Regions from separate parts of the Manis pentadactyla genome. Here region 1 is linked to region 2. Evidence: chromatin contacts called from public Hi-C data. All regions are on one chromosome and are shown on one strand. Each heading gives the region's core, a stretch centred on a gene start, on an enhancer-like site or on the middle of the called end of the contact. The rest is flanking DNA. Distances are from core to core; before and after follow the strand shown.

The links. Hi-C and Micro-C count contacts between places; a contact is called where the count stands out from the background.
Region 1: a Hi-C map of fibroblasts shows a contact between it and region 2, with 5 times the contacts expected there. The contact joins the promoter of SLC17A5 here to the promoter of COL12A1 in region 2. A contact is called at or near these places in 2 of 3 Hi-C or Micro-C datasets (fibroblasts and skin fibroblasts).

What each region holds. Positions count from the first base shown.
Region 1 is chr16:7,125,328-7,132,203 of mManPen7.hap1, reverse strand. SLC17A5 (solute carrier family 17 member 5) reads right to left here and starts at 2,596. Exons shown (of 10, transcript XM_057493709.1): 1 at 2,419-2,596. The coding sequence starts at 2,512.
Region 2 is chr16:6,225,435-6,232,043 of mManPen7.hap1, reverse strand. It overlaps COL12A1 (collagen type XII alpha 1 chain), which reads right to left and starts at 2,465. Exons shown (of 66, transcript XM_036916189.2): 1 at 2,437-2,465.

The DNA.
Region 1 (6,876 bases), core at 1,347-3,846, 900 kb before region 2:
CCTCCCTGGTCACGTGTGGCTGAAGTGAGTTCCTGGAGGGCAGAATGGAAGGCACTCCAAGTGAGTTCCTTTCCGGTTTACTTCAAAGAATGTTACACTAGTAAGGTAAAGTGCTACGCTATGTATGTAACATGTTATTCTGCGGGTATGTGTGTGTGTGTGTGCAGAGCAGGGCGGGTGAGGAAAGGCCTCTTGGAGAACCACTTGCACCCAGTCTTCACCAGTGAGCAGGAAGCCACCAGGCGAGGGCAGGGACAGTGGCGCAGGCAGATGCCGCAGCAGAGACAGGAGTGTGCAATGAGGACGGCGCACAGGGAGAGGAGAGGCCGGACAGCCTGGCACGGCTAGCCCGCGGCACTCTGCGGAATGAGTGGGGCAGAGGTGCCAAGTTCATAGAACAATACAACAGCTTGTATTTACTGAGCACTTACTATGCGCTCGGTGTCAGCTCGTGGTCTGCCTACACGAGGGTTACCATAAGGATTGAGTTCATACATACAGTGCTTAGAATAGTGCTTAGCACATATGCCTTCAATGACTGTGAACTGTTAGTATTATTGCTTTTTCTGGACATCAGGAATTGAGGTTATTGCACACTTGTGAGAAATTAGTTATTGGAAAAAGACGTAAGGAGTTGTCGAAATGAGTGGGGTGTGTGGCTGTCAGTGAGATGTGCAGGGTCACTGAGCAGACACCCACCCGACACAGGTGGGGGCAGCCTGTCCAGTGTGTGGCCTGGGAATGCTGCAGGCCCCACTGTGGGGTTAGGCACAGGGACACACAGGACAGCACGGGGAGAGCCTTGGTGACAAGGCAGGGGCGAGGGAGCCCCGGGCACCGGCAAGAAAACCTAGCTCCGGGCAGTGAGGCTGACCCAGCGAGAGAGTGAAGTGGAGCGGGCTGAAGGCTTAGGAAAGCGCACAGTGGGATATAAGAGCTCAGTGAGGCAGGAGCTTTGTTCGGTTTTGTTCACTGCTGTGCACCTTCAAAACCGTGTCTGGAGAGCTGGTGTGCAAACATTTTGGGGGCTTAAAAGTAGAGCGGTGTCTTCTGATGGGAGTATACAATTTTTTATCAGCTAGTAGTATTCCATTGTATGGATATACTATAATCTGTTTATTCATTCAATTGCTGATGAATATCTAGATTGTTTCCAATCTTAACGGTTATGAATAAAGCTGCTATAAACATTGTGTGGTATTATGGTAATGTATGTTTAACTTTAAAGTTAATTGCCAGTTTTCAAAACATGTACTACTTTACACTCTTACCATCAAAGTACGCGAGTTCTAATTATTCCATATCTTTGCCAACATTTGGTTCTTCACTCTTTCTAATTTTAGGCATTTTAGTGGGTGTTTAATGGTTCATTGTAGTTTTAGTTTGCATTTTCCTGACAACTAATGATGTTTAACTTTTGAGCTAAAATTGTATTGCAGCAGAATACGGTATTCTCTAGGGAGTATCTTTATTATGGCATTTGTTTCTGCATTTCCGTACTAGATTACTTTACAGAGGAAGATTATGGAAATCTAACACTATATGTCACAGAGATTAATTTATGGAACTAAGTCACATTCGCAGGTAAAACACCCTACGGAATGGCATTTCCATCGTGCAGCCACTACAGTAAGCGCCCAGCTGCAGGGCAGAGCTATAACGTTGCCACTTTACTGCCACCATCTGGTGATGTTAAAAGCAAACACAAAAAGATCCTACCGGATCTTTACTGTTGAGGGAAAGTGAAATTTCTAATTCAGCTCTGTTTCTCATGCACAAACCTTTGAAGCTACAGAATGCATGCAGACCGACTTGTTTAGTTTTGATTATTACCTTTCACGACGTTGTGTTACAAAAGTACCAAACAGCAAAATATTCAAAATTTCCCAAATTCAGGGAAAGATGCGTTGTAGAACACCTTTCCTATCCATTGCAAGACCTTTGGCAAATTCCTTTAGGGCTTGGTAGACACCCTGTCTTGAGGACAGCCAACCTGCTCCCTAAGTGAAGCTGCAGGCTGCTATAAAAGCCGCGGGCAGTACTTTCAATCCCCTACCGCACAGTTTCAGGACCCCCGCTAGGGTCTGCGGGACCGCCGCCGCCGTCCTCGCGCCCCGGCAGCTGGCAGCGGGGAGGAAGGGCTGGCGGCTGCGTCAGGCCTCCGCCCGCCGGTCCTCCGCCGCCCCGTGAGCGCAGACCTGCAGGCTCTACCCCGGTTCGCTCTCCCCGGGGACGCGCGCGGGACGCTACCGACGTCCGCCAGGCCAGGCCCGGCCCCGGAGCGGCTCCTGGGCAGCGGGCCGGCGGGCCGGGGGCCCGGGACGCCTCCCGCTCCGCGACAGCCCTCGCCCCGCCGCAGCCGGGCGCGCCGGCCGAGAGCCGGGGACCGACCCACCCCCGGGCCGCGCCGCCACTCACCTGCTTCCACCCTCCGGACGCCCTGCAGGAGCGGAGTGCTGTCTGCGCCCTCCTCACCCGCGGTCCGGGCCGCGTCCCGCGCCGGGGGCCTCATGAAGTCTCCGGAGCGCGGCTCCCGCTCGGCGCAGCGGCGGCGGCTCAGCTCAGGCCGGGACTGCGGGCGGGGGAGGGGCCAATAGGCCCCGCTCCCGATAGGCCCCGCCACACAGGCGGCTCGGCCCCCGAGGCCCCGCCCTGAGGCGGCCGCCCGGCTCCCCCCGGCTTCCATCTTAGGTGCGGGCGGCTCTGGGGCGGGGCGGGGAGAGCGGAACCTGCGGGCTGCGGCCCCGCGGCCTGCGCTTCCGCCCGGCGGGGTCGGTTGCGCCCGGGGGCGGGTCCTCGGGAGCCGCGTCCTGGGGAGTCGCGTGGCGCATGGAGCGCGGCGGGGACTGGAGAGGGCGGGGCGGCGGGCACGGGAGGGGGCGCGTCTGCGTTTGTTTTGTAACATTCCTAACAGGATTTTTTTTTAAAGTATGAGATGACACCTTTTTCTTCCTTATATCTGGCATTTGCTTCCGGACTGCTCACTACTATAGAAGATTGTCCTTGATGTTATTTATCTACTCTTTGGCTGGTTATTCCTTCTTTTACCAACACTTTAACCCGATGTTGTCCAGTACAAATACAATACAGATCACATCTGTAATTTTCAACGTTCTTGTAAACACATTAAAAACTTAAAAAGCAAAAAACCCAGAAAAAGGTGAAGTTAACTTTATAATATACATTATTAAACCCAATATATCAAAAATGTTATCAATTTAGCATCCAATCAATATAAAACTATTAATGAGCTGTGTGCTGCTTCTGGTACCATTTTGGTATTCCAAACCCGGTGTGTATTTTACACTGAAAGGACACTTCTTCAGGACCAGCCACATTTCAGGTGTTGGGTCACCACCCGGGGCTTGGACTACCGTATGGGACAGCGCAGTTTGGGACGTGTCGGGGCCTTATTTCTATCCTTCAAATCCTGTCTTTGGATGGGAAAAGAATGTCTTCTGGGCAGGGACTCTAGCTTTTTTCCTCTGTAAAGTGAAGATAATAAATAGAAAAAACCCCACGTGGTTGTTGTAAAGATTAGATTAGATAGTGCATGTAAATCACAGTACATGGTGGGCATTACGTCTCAATATATATTAACTTACCATTTTTATTGTTGTTTGTTTTGCAAAATGAGTTTACCCATCTTTGGAACTTCCTTTTGATTTTCACGATGCCTCTTTTAAAACACATACCACATTCTATCTGGAATTATACTTGGTAGTTGGCTGTGTAATTGTTTTAATTCTCTTTTATGACTCTAGGTTTTCTACGAGCTAGGACCAAGTCTTCTTCTGTTTGCAGACCGAGCTGTTCCTAATAGTGACTCACTGTGCTTATCATGTTTCGCATTCCCTTATCATGTTGTTGTGGCAAGATGACTGAGTATTTCAAGTAGACAAGGAATATATAGGAAGTAAAAATTTGCATGGAGGGACAAATATCTGAACCACTAAATTTAGAAATAGTAAAACCGGTAAAGGAATTTGGGGATGAACAATGTGGCCCTATAAAATCATTTTCTTTATCCCAGCTCTTCTTCTAAAAGAAATAATTATAATGACAAATTGTAATGATTATTGAGATGTAATGGTTATTAAGATATTTTATTCAATGTTTTTATTTAATTTTTGCAAACTTGACAGTTAATCATCTGAGAGGTTAATCTCTAAATTCTTTGTCATTTTACGGTTCTGAGTCTCTAGGATTTACTAACTTTTTCCTTTAAATTGTATCACATTATTATGTAGGAAGAAACATTTCATCTTTTGGAGACCTTTTTCCTCATTGAGTCATGTGAGTTCAATTGCACTGATCATTTTCCCGAATAATATCTTTGTAACTTATACAGGAATATTAATCAAAATATTTTCTCAGAAAATAGATTTATGCAGAGGAGAAACACTAAAACTTTAAGTACCACACAGAGTAGTTAACTAAAGCAATGACCTATGGCATTATTTAAGGAGGAGTGTTGAAATATTTTTAAAAGACACCGTTGATGGGACCCTTTCCCTTAAGCCTAAGGCTTCTCTTCACTCCAGTGTATTCTCCTTGTAATACTTCTTTTTTCCTGGCATGATGCCCCCTGATTTCAAACTTCATGTCAAGGCTACAGTAATCAAAGCAGTGTGGTACTGGCATAAAAATAGACACACAGACCAATGGAACAGAATTGAGAGCTTAGACATACACCCTCACTTATACCATCAACTAATGTTTGACAAGGGGCCAAGAATACTCACTGGAGAAAGGATGATTTCTTCAATAAATGGTGTTGGGAAATTGGAGAACTACAGGCAGAAATATGAAATTGGAACCCTGTATGACACTGCTCACAAAAATAAAAAATTGATTAAAGACTTAAATGTAAGACCTGAAACTGTAAAACTCCTAGAAGAAAACAGGGAAAAACTCCTTGATATTGGTCATGGCAATGATTTTTTGGATATGACACCCAAAGCACAAGAAATTGAAGAAAAAATGAGTGGGGCTACATCAGACTAAAAGGCTTTGCATAGCAAAAGGAACTATCAGCAAAATAAAGACAACCTACAGAATGGGAAAAAATATTTGCAAACCATCTATCTGATAAGGGGGCTAATATCCAAAATATACAAGGAACTCATACAACTCAGTAGAAAGTTCCCAAGTGCTCGGATTAAAAAATGGGCAAAGGACTTTAGCAGACATTTCCCCAAAGAAGACATTCAGATGGCCAACAGGCACATGAAAAGATGCTCCACATCATTAATCCTAAGGGAAATGTGAATCAAACCACAATGACATATAGCCTCACTCCTGTTAGAATGGCTGTCATCAAATAGACAGGAGATAAAAAAAATAAAGACAAGAGATAACAAGTATTGGTGAGACTGCAGAGAAAAAGAGAACTCTTGTGTGCTGTTGTTGGGAGTGTGAATTAGTGTAGCCACTGTGGAAAATAGTATGCAAGTTCCTCAAAATTTTAAAAGTAGGACTCCCATATGATCCAGCAGTCTCACTTCTGGGTATATATCCAAAGGAAATGAAAACTATCTCAAAGAGACATAGGCACACCCATGTTCATTGCAGCATTATTTATGATAGCCAAGATTTGGAAACATCCTAAGTGCCTATCAGTGAATGAATGGATTAAGAAACTGTGGTATATATATAGAAAGTTATTCATTCATCAAAAAAGAAGGAAATCTTACCTTTTGGACAACATGGATGGAACTTGAGGACATTATGCTTCGTGAAATAAGTCAAATAGACAAAGACAAATACTGTATGTTCTCACTTTGTGGGATCTGAAAAAAGCTGAGCTCATAAAAATAGTGGAATGGTGATTGCCAGGGGGTACAGGATGAGGGAAATGGAGGACATGGCAGTTAAATGGTACAAACTCCCAGTTTTCACATGAATAAGTTCTGGTGATTTAATGTACAGCATGCTGACTATAATTAACAATACTGTATTATATACATGAAAGTTGTGAAGAGAGTAGATCTTAAACATTATTACTACACATACACTCACATATACACAAAGTGGTAAATATGGGAGGGGATGGAGGTGTTAATAACCTTAGTGTGGTATTCATTTTGCAACATATACATGTATCAAATCATCACATTGTACACATTAAACTTACATATGTTATATTCAATAATATCTCAATAAAGCTAGAAAAATATTTCTCCTTTTCCCTGTTAAAGTATCATCTTCCTGTACCTCAATATTATCTCTTTGAAACATAGATCTGATACTGTTACCCCCTTTAAAAAAAAACCTTTCAATGGAAGCATTTTGCCTTGGGCTTCATATTTTTTGATTTTGTACTCCATCAGTAAAAATTCTGAATATCCACTCAATGTATATTTTTCTTAATAAATTGCACACACACTACACTCAAACAAAAAAGATAAGAAAAGATAATATAAGTAGATATTCTGTTTTTCCTCTGAATTATTTTGCATATGCTTCTGGGTGAGTGCACCCTACTTTGGAGACTGCTTGTCTAGAGAATAAAATCCAAATTCTTTGCTGTAAAACACCCTTAGAAACCAGCCCTAGTTTCAGGTCTCACTTTCCACCCCTTCTTGCTATGGGCTCTGTGCTTTGCACATTGCACTATTCCCTGAGCCAGACACACATTATTTTCTTCGTGTCGCTCCCTCTCCCTGTTTGCTTCTTTTGTGTAAGGTGAGTTTGTATTTGTCCTTAGACTAAAATGTCACCTTTTTCTTTAAATATTTGTTGACAATCTCTCCCTTTTCCATGCTCTCATATATATTGTACACGCACCTTTATTATAGCACATTGCGCTAGAGTTATCTGAGACAGTTTAAAGTGTTAGTCATTCCTTAAAAACAGGAACTTGACTTATTTTCC
Region 2 (6,609 bases), core at 1,216-3,715:
TGCCCGCAAGCCAGCGGAGGCCTCCCGGGCCCCGCGTCCCTCATCCGGCCCGGGGAGGGTTTTCAGGCGTCGTTGTGGCCCAGACTCCACTGGACGCCGCTGCCCGCGGGGACGTGCGCGGCCTGCGCGCCCTCCTAGCCGCGTAGCGCCGCGGGGCCGCACTGCTGGTCCCGGGCGCGCGGAAGAGCTAACAAAGCGCTTTCACGCTCTGTTTTCTCTATTTTGTTCTGTCTACACATAAGAGAGAATTTTGCGCATCTTTCGTTCCCAGCGCACAGTAGGTGCCTAACCCATGTCGGCAGAAGAGAATCTTCCAACCCAGAGACAAAAGCTGCCGACAAGAAGCCGACCCGGGGGGCTGCCGGAGGCGGCGTATAGAGGAGAGTGGGCTCTGCGGAACACACATCACTGTAAGGGGACAGGCTGGGCCCCGGGAAAAACGAAATCGTGCGTGAGCATCCGACAGTGAGCCAAAGGTCAAGCCCCTGGAGAAGAGAAACGGACACGTCTTTCCGCATTATTGGCACAATACTGGCATCTTTCTAGACCTGAGTGTAGAGTGCGTTTCAATGTCGGACGAGCAGGCGGTGCCAAATTGCCCGGATCTCTTTTTATGGAGCGAAGATTAAAATTTTGGCGCTGCCTTGGGGATCCAAGGACCCCCGCCATTTCCTTCTTCCTAATTAACAGCTGTTTGACGCTTCTAACCCTCTCCTACAGCGGTGAGAAGGCGAAACTGGCCCGCTGTTCCCGTCAACTGGCCTGACCTCTGCTACAGTCATTTCCAACTCAGTTGGCAGTCGTGCTCCCGAAAAACTGAAGGCTGACAATGGACCCGCCGAAAATCTGTGCGGGGAGTGTTTTTAAACCCCTGAACTCCTCGCGGAAACCTGAGCAGCGGACGCGCTCCTGCCTGGGTCTAGAGCGCCACCTGTCGGCAGCAAGAAGGAGTCCCGTCGCGTCCGGGGACCGGAGCAGTCAGCCAATTGACCCAGCGAGCCAGGCATTCCGTCCATACGTTCAAAATAAAGTTCTCTCTCCTTTCAGCCGAAACATTTATGCTAATGCTTAGCTAGTTCAGTATTTCATTGAGCATTCTCGGCCATGAAAGCCTGAAAACGGCCGACCCTACGCGCCAGCCAGGGTTCCCTCCCTTCAAACCATGAATGAGAATGGGGGAGGGGGGTTCGGGGTCTTAAGGGATTGGTCTTCGCCCACTCGCCCCCTCCCTCACCCCGCGGGAGGAGACCAATTCCCTACCCCCCAGCGTCAAGCTAAAAAAGGACAGTACACCTCCCCGCACCCCAAACCGTCCCTCCAGATCCCGTGCCCGTCCCCACCTCCTCTTTCACCCGCTGCCACCCTGACGTCGGTTAGCCAAGGACGAGTTTTGCGCTTATTTCCCTCCTTGACGACCCCTCCCCAGAGCTCCAGTGGACTTCAGAAAGCCACCTGCTACCGGTTGAGGTGGGAGGCGGGGAGGGGGTCCCGGAAGGCGCGGAAACGGTCGCCGAGGGTCCCCGAAGATGCTCGGTGTGGGGTGCCTCTCCTGCCCCTTGCCCTGCCCACGGTCCCGGCTCCTCACAGAGCCCCAAGCTCTCCGATCACCACCCTTCCGAGAATGCAGGGTGCGCGCTACCCTGGGGTTCAGCGAACCTCGGGCCGGCGCCCGGGGGGAAGGCCGGAGAGGCAGTGTACTCCGCTGGCGGGGGAGGGTTGGCCGGCCGCGTCCCCGGGCGCTGGGCCGACCCACCGTCTCGGATGCCCTGACGAGCAGGGGAAGGGCCAGGACCCTGGGCCCGGGCTCTGCCTCGATGCCACACAGCCCGGCGCAGCCGGGAGCTGCAGAGCACTCAGCCCGCCCCCGGAGAGGTCCGCGCCGGGCGCCACCGAGGTGCCACCGCGCGGGGCGGGCGGGCGAGGGGGTGCGGGACGGCTGCCCCTCACACTGGAGCGCCGCCCCCTGAAGTCGATGAAACTCTGCAAACATTGACCGGAGAGCCCGCGCGCGCCGGCCGCCGCGCATCCGCCTTGGGAGACGTGCAGCTGCCTCCCCTCGGAAGCTTCAGGTCCCGTGCCCTCGCCCCCGCGCCGGGCCGGCTGAGGGCTGAGCAGGGACCGGCTGGCGCGGGTTTCCCCGGAGCCCCCGGCGAGGCCGGGCAGCAGGGCGAGGGGCCGGAGCCGGACCCACCTGAGGCGGCGGCTCCCCGGCGTGGCGGCAGCCGGCGCCGCGCTCCGGGAGCACCTGGCGGCTGCGGGGGGCGCGCCGCGGCGGGGCCCCGCGGCGGCCGGGTCCGGAGCGGCGGGCGCGGCGGGACGCGCGGAGAGCGGGCGGCGGCGGGCGCGGACTCGTCGGCGGCGGCGCGCGGGGCCGAGTGGGAAGAGAGGGGCGCCGCGGGCTACTTAACGGAGGGCCGTCCCCAGCTCTCAGCTTACCCGGTTACGAAACGCCTGAGAAGGTGGACGGCTGCCACGGGTGATGTATGCGCCGCGGCGGCGAAGGAGGTCTGCTTGGGGAGCGTGTGCATACTTGGAGCATTCCTGCGGCGTGAGGTGGCGGGGGCCTCGGGGCGGCGGGGGCGCGGGGGCGGCGCGGGGGCGGGCGGCCGCCGGGCTCCGGGCCCAGGGAAGCCGCGCGTTCCCCCGCAGGGGGCGGGCCGCGAGCTCGGGTTTCCCCAGGCGTGCGATTTTCTTTAACGAATTAATTTTTCTAAATTAAGAACAATGGCAGGGAGGGAGGTGACTCTCACTTTCAGAGCTGCAAGAATGCGCGGCCGGCCCGCCATCGGAGCCCCATCCCCCGTCCCATTCCCACCACCTACACCTTCTCCCCCTGCGTCCCGGGGGCACTTAAAACCCATCTGCAGGGTTTCCATGAACTAACTGTCTGCGCACGCGGCGCGCCCCGTGCCCTGTTCAATCTGCCGCGGCTGCAAACCGCGCGGGGCTCGGCGACCGACGGCTTTCCCAGTCCTGCCTCGCTCCCGGGGCTTCGGACGGAACTGGGGGCTCAAGTCGAGCCGGGAAAGAGGGCGGGGCGCTAAGAAACCCAGGGTCCTCCGAACAGCAGCAGGTCGCCCGGGACCAGGTTTCATCCCCGTGCCCGGCGGGGAGGCTTTGGGCAGCTGGCCCTGCCCCACCACCCCGCGGGCTCAACGGACAAGGCGGGTGATCTCCCAACCCCGGAGACACGGAGTCCGAACGGGCGCTGGCGTTGTGCCAGCGCCCTCTCCCCTCGTAGGGCCCCCGAACCGCGGTTCCACCCCTTGGCCCGCAGCCTGCAGCCCGGTGCTCCGCATGGCCCGACGGCACCACGCGCCCGGGAGGCGCGGGGCTCCCACCCCGGGGCGACAGGAGAGGTTCCGATGGCCGCGTGGGTGCGCTTGGCAGGGGCCTGAGCCTTTGGGCCTCTGCAAGGCCCGCAGTTAACCCTGAGCCGGGCGGCCACCGGGACGGAGGACGGGGCGGGGAGTGGAGCCCGGGCTGGCGCGCCTGGAATGGGAAAGCGGAGGGCTCGTCACCGGTGTCAACCTGTGCTCCCGGTTTGGTCTGACCCGCTCAGATTCGGCCTTCCCTCCCGCAGGCCCGAGCCTCCGAGCCGCTGGCAGAGCAGCAAGGTGCCCCGCTGCCCTCCGTCCCACGCAGGCCCGCCTGCAGAGAAATCCAGAGGAAGCCAGCGAGAGGACGGGAGGGAAAGAATGGAGAAGGGTGGGGACCGCCACCTCCGCACATTCCCCGCGTACACACGGCCTGCGCGAGGGCCGGCGGGGCCCGGCACAGAAAGCCCACGCGCACAGGGCCGCGCGCCCGCCCCTGGAGCTGCCTCCTCGGCGTCCGAATCGTCTAGGCCCCGCGCGCCAGGGTCCCGGCCCGGCGGACCCGACGTGCAGTCACACGGGTGCCGGAGCCCCGCCCCAGCCCTCGGCTCCGCGGGCGCGCGCCCCGGCACACCGCCTCGCGGACGCCCCCCGGAGCCTCCCGCGTCTGGAAGGAGGCCCTGCGTCCGGGACGGCCAGCCCGGGCGGCGCGCGCTTCTCTCAGTACCCTCTGCCCTTGTCCGTGACGGTGAAATCGCGGACTCGGGAGCCGCGCCGCGCCGGGTGTCGGTGTGCTTGGCCCAAAAGGAGCTCCTCCTGCAGATCCGGCGCAGAGCTGCCCCTGCGCCCGCGCAGGAGTGGCGCGCCCACCCGGATCCGAGAGCCGGGGCTTCCTCTCCCAGAGACCACGGCCGCCTGCCTTCCGCGCCGGGCGGCTGGGGTCCTGTTGAGGGCGCCCCCTCCCAAACGCAGGCGTAGTGCACCTGAAACCGCTGCTGCCAAGGAAGGCAGGCAACCCAAAGGGCCGGCAGCCATCACCCCTGCCCCTCAGGAGGGTCCCTGCCCAGACCCCTGGGTAGGGCGAGGGGACAGGGCGCCGGGCGGGGACAGACGCACATCCGCAAGCTGATCCGACCACACCATTTCCAGGGACACGCGTGCCCCTGAACGGCACGCAGGGGACGCCCCAGGCCTCCCCGCGTGCAGCCTGCAGAGGTCGGCTCCCGGTGCCCAGGCTGGCTCCGCGCGCGGTAAACCCACACGAGGGAAGAACGGGCGAACCCTCTTCCCCGCTCCGCCCTTCAGCAGCGCGTCCAGCTGGTGAGCCCCGGAGAGTCATTAACGTTTGCAACAAAGTGATTTACCGACGGAGGCAGGGCTGTTGGATTTACTCGGTTTGGTTGCGTTTGTGACCATCTCTCAGGTCACACTCTAGGGGTCTCCCTCCGCCCACCCGGCCGAGCTCCGCTCCCACCTCGTCTCCCTCCGACTCCGGGGTTCCCGGCGGGTCCCGGCCTTCGGTTTCTGGTCCAACGGCGCCATCTAGCGGGCAGCGCGAGCGCGGGAGTCGGAAGTCAAAATTCAGAAGGGAGAGTGAAATTGAGTGGTGGGGAACTCTTTGAAAAATGTTTCACTTTATAACCAGGACTGAGAGGCGACAAGGTGGGAAAGTGAGTGGGAAGGTCGCGTTAGCTTTATTTGTGACCGTTAATTCGCCTCCTATAGAAATTATTGCGCCAAGGCTGCTGGGAGGCTCTGGTCAGGAAGGAACAGAGCAATAAAAAAAGGCAGAGTGCTCGCAGTGCTCGGCCTGTTATCCCGCTGCAGCAGCGGCGCCTCGAGCCCCGCGGGGCCTGCGCGCTGCTCGCGCGGGAGCGGTGAGACCCCGCGGGACGCTGCATCCAAAGGCAATACCTTCCCAGGATGAGCCGCTCAGAGCCGATAGCAGGTGACTTAGCCGATATACAGCAGTCCGCTCCCTGTAATTGCAGCCGCGGGGAGTTCGCTCTGACCTCCTTAAGCAAAGTGAGGAAGATAGATAAATGCGCTTGGAAGCTACTAAGAACGCGACCCTCTGCCACTTCCTGCTTTGTTTCTCTAAGATTCGGTACTGTTTACATCATCTTTGCACCGCTGAGTACTTGGAACCCATGTATTTTGTAGCTAACAAGGTTCAGAATTTCTAGTGAGGCCACTGCTCTGTGCGTTGGCAGTTGGCACGTGTGCACTGACGTACACCCCCAGGTTGGTGGAAAATCTTAGGAACCACTTTACTTGGTTTTGGCCTAATCACGGCCCAAGGAGGTTTCGTTGGTCTCCGTTGGAGTCCTGCGTAGAAAAAGGCTCTACTCGATAACACATTTTTATACACGTTACCACTTCATTCAGCTGCATTTATGGAACACTGACAGCCTATGTTCAAAACAGACAAAATCCCAGGCTTTGCAAGGTTCCTAAATCCCATGTGGAGCGGAGTGCGCCCTCTAGTGGAGAAGAGAAAAAGGATGGCCATTATCTGAGCAGACTCGCAGTTCATTCATTGGTATCTTGAGTGTTCTTTGTGCACGTGCTGTTACTCTAGTCAGAATACTCACTAGGAACTGTGGAAGATTTTCTTAAAGGCAAATCAGAAAGAGCCCTGTCCATAAAAGACACAAATGTAGTAACAGAGACCAGAAATAAACACAAGGAATAGTCAATGATTCAAGATAGGTCGGGAGACAGTATGTAATTGGAAGCTGAGACGCCGATATGAGAAATGATCCTGGGATAAATGCAAGGCATGGGCAAACAAGACAAATTCACAATTCAAAACATTCACCAGGAAAAAAAAAGTATCCACAAACCAATTTCTCCATAGACCAATCTCTCCAAAAACCAATGACAAGAAAAAAAATGGATGGGTAAGGGAGGAGAGTAGACTATTATAATGAAATATGTAGGAGCCGTAGTGACCAAATAATAACAATCAAAATAGTAATAACAGTCATCAAGAACTGAAGAGCTGTGACAGGGCTGAAATTTCATGCTGCTCGTGTACCAGAGAGAAAGCGCTTGGTATCTGAGCCTTCACACTGTCTCCATCTCCTTTGCTGCCTTAATCTTTGGGTCAAACAGCTTCTGCTCAGCCCTGCAGCCCTGCACGTAGGCTTGTTAATCATCAAAGGATTTTTCTCATGACTTAAGACTGATGCAGCCAGCCTCTCACCCGAAACTTGCTTCCCCCAAAGACAAGAAACATGTACAAAAATGATGGCTGGATTGTCAAAGACTGTAGGCACACCATGGCCAG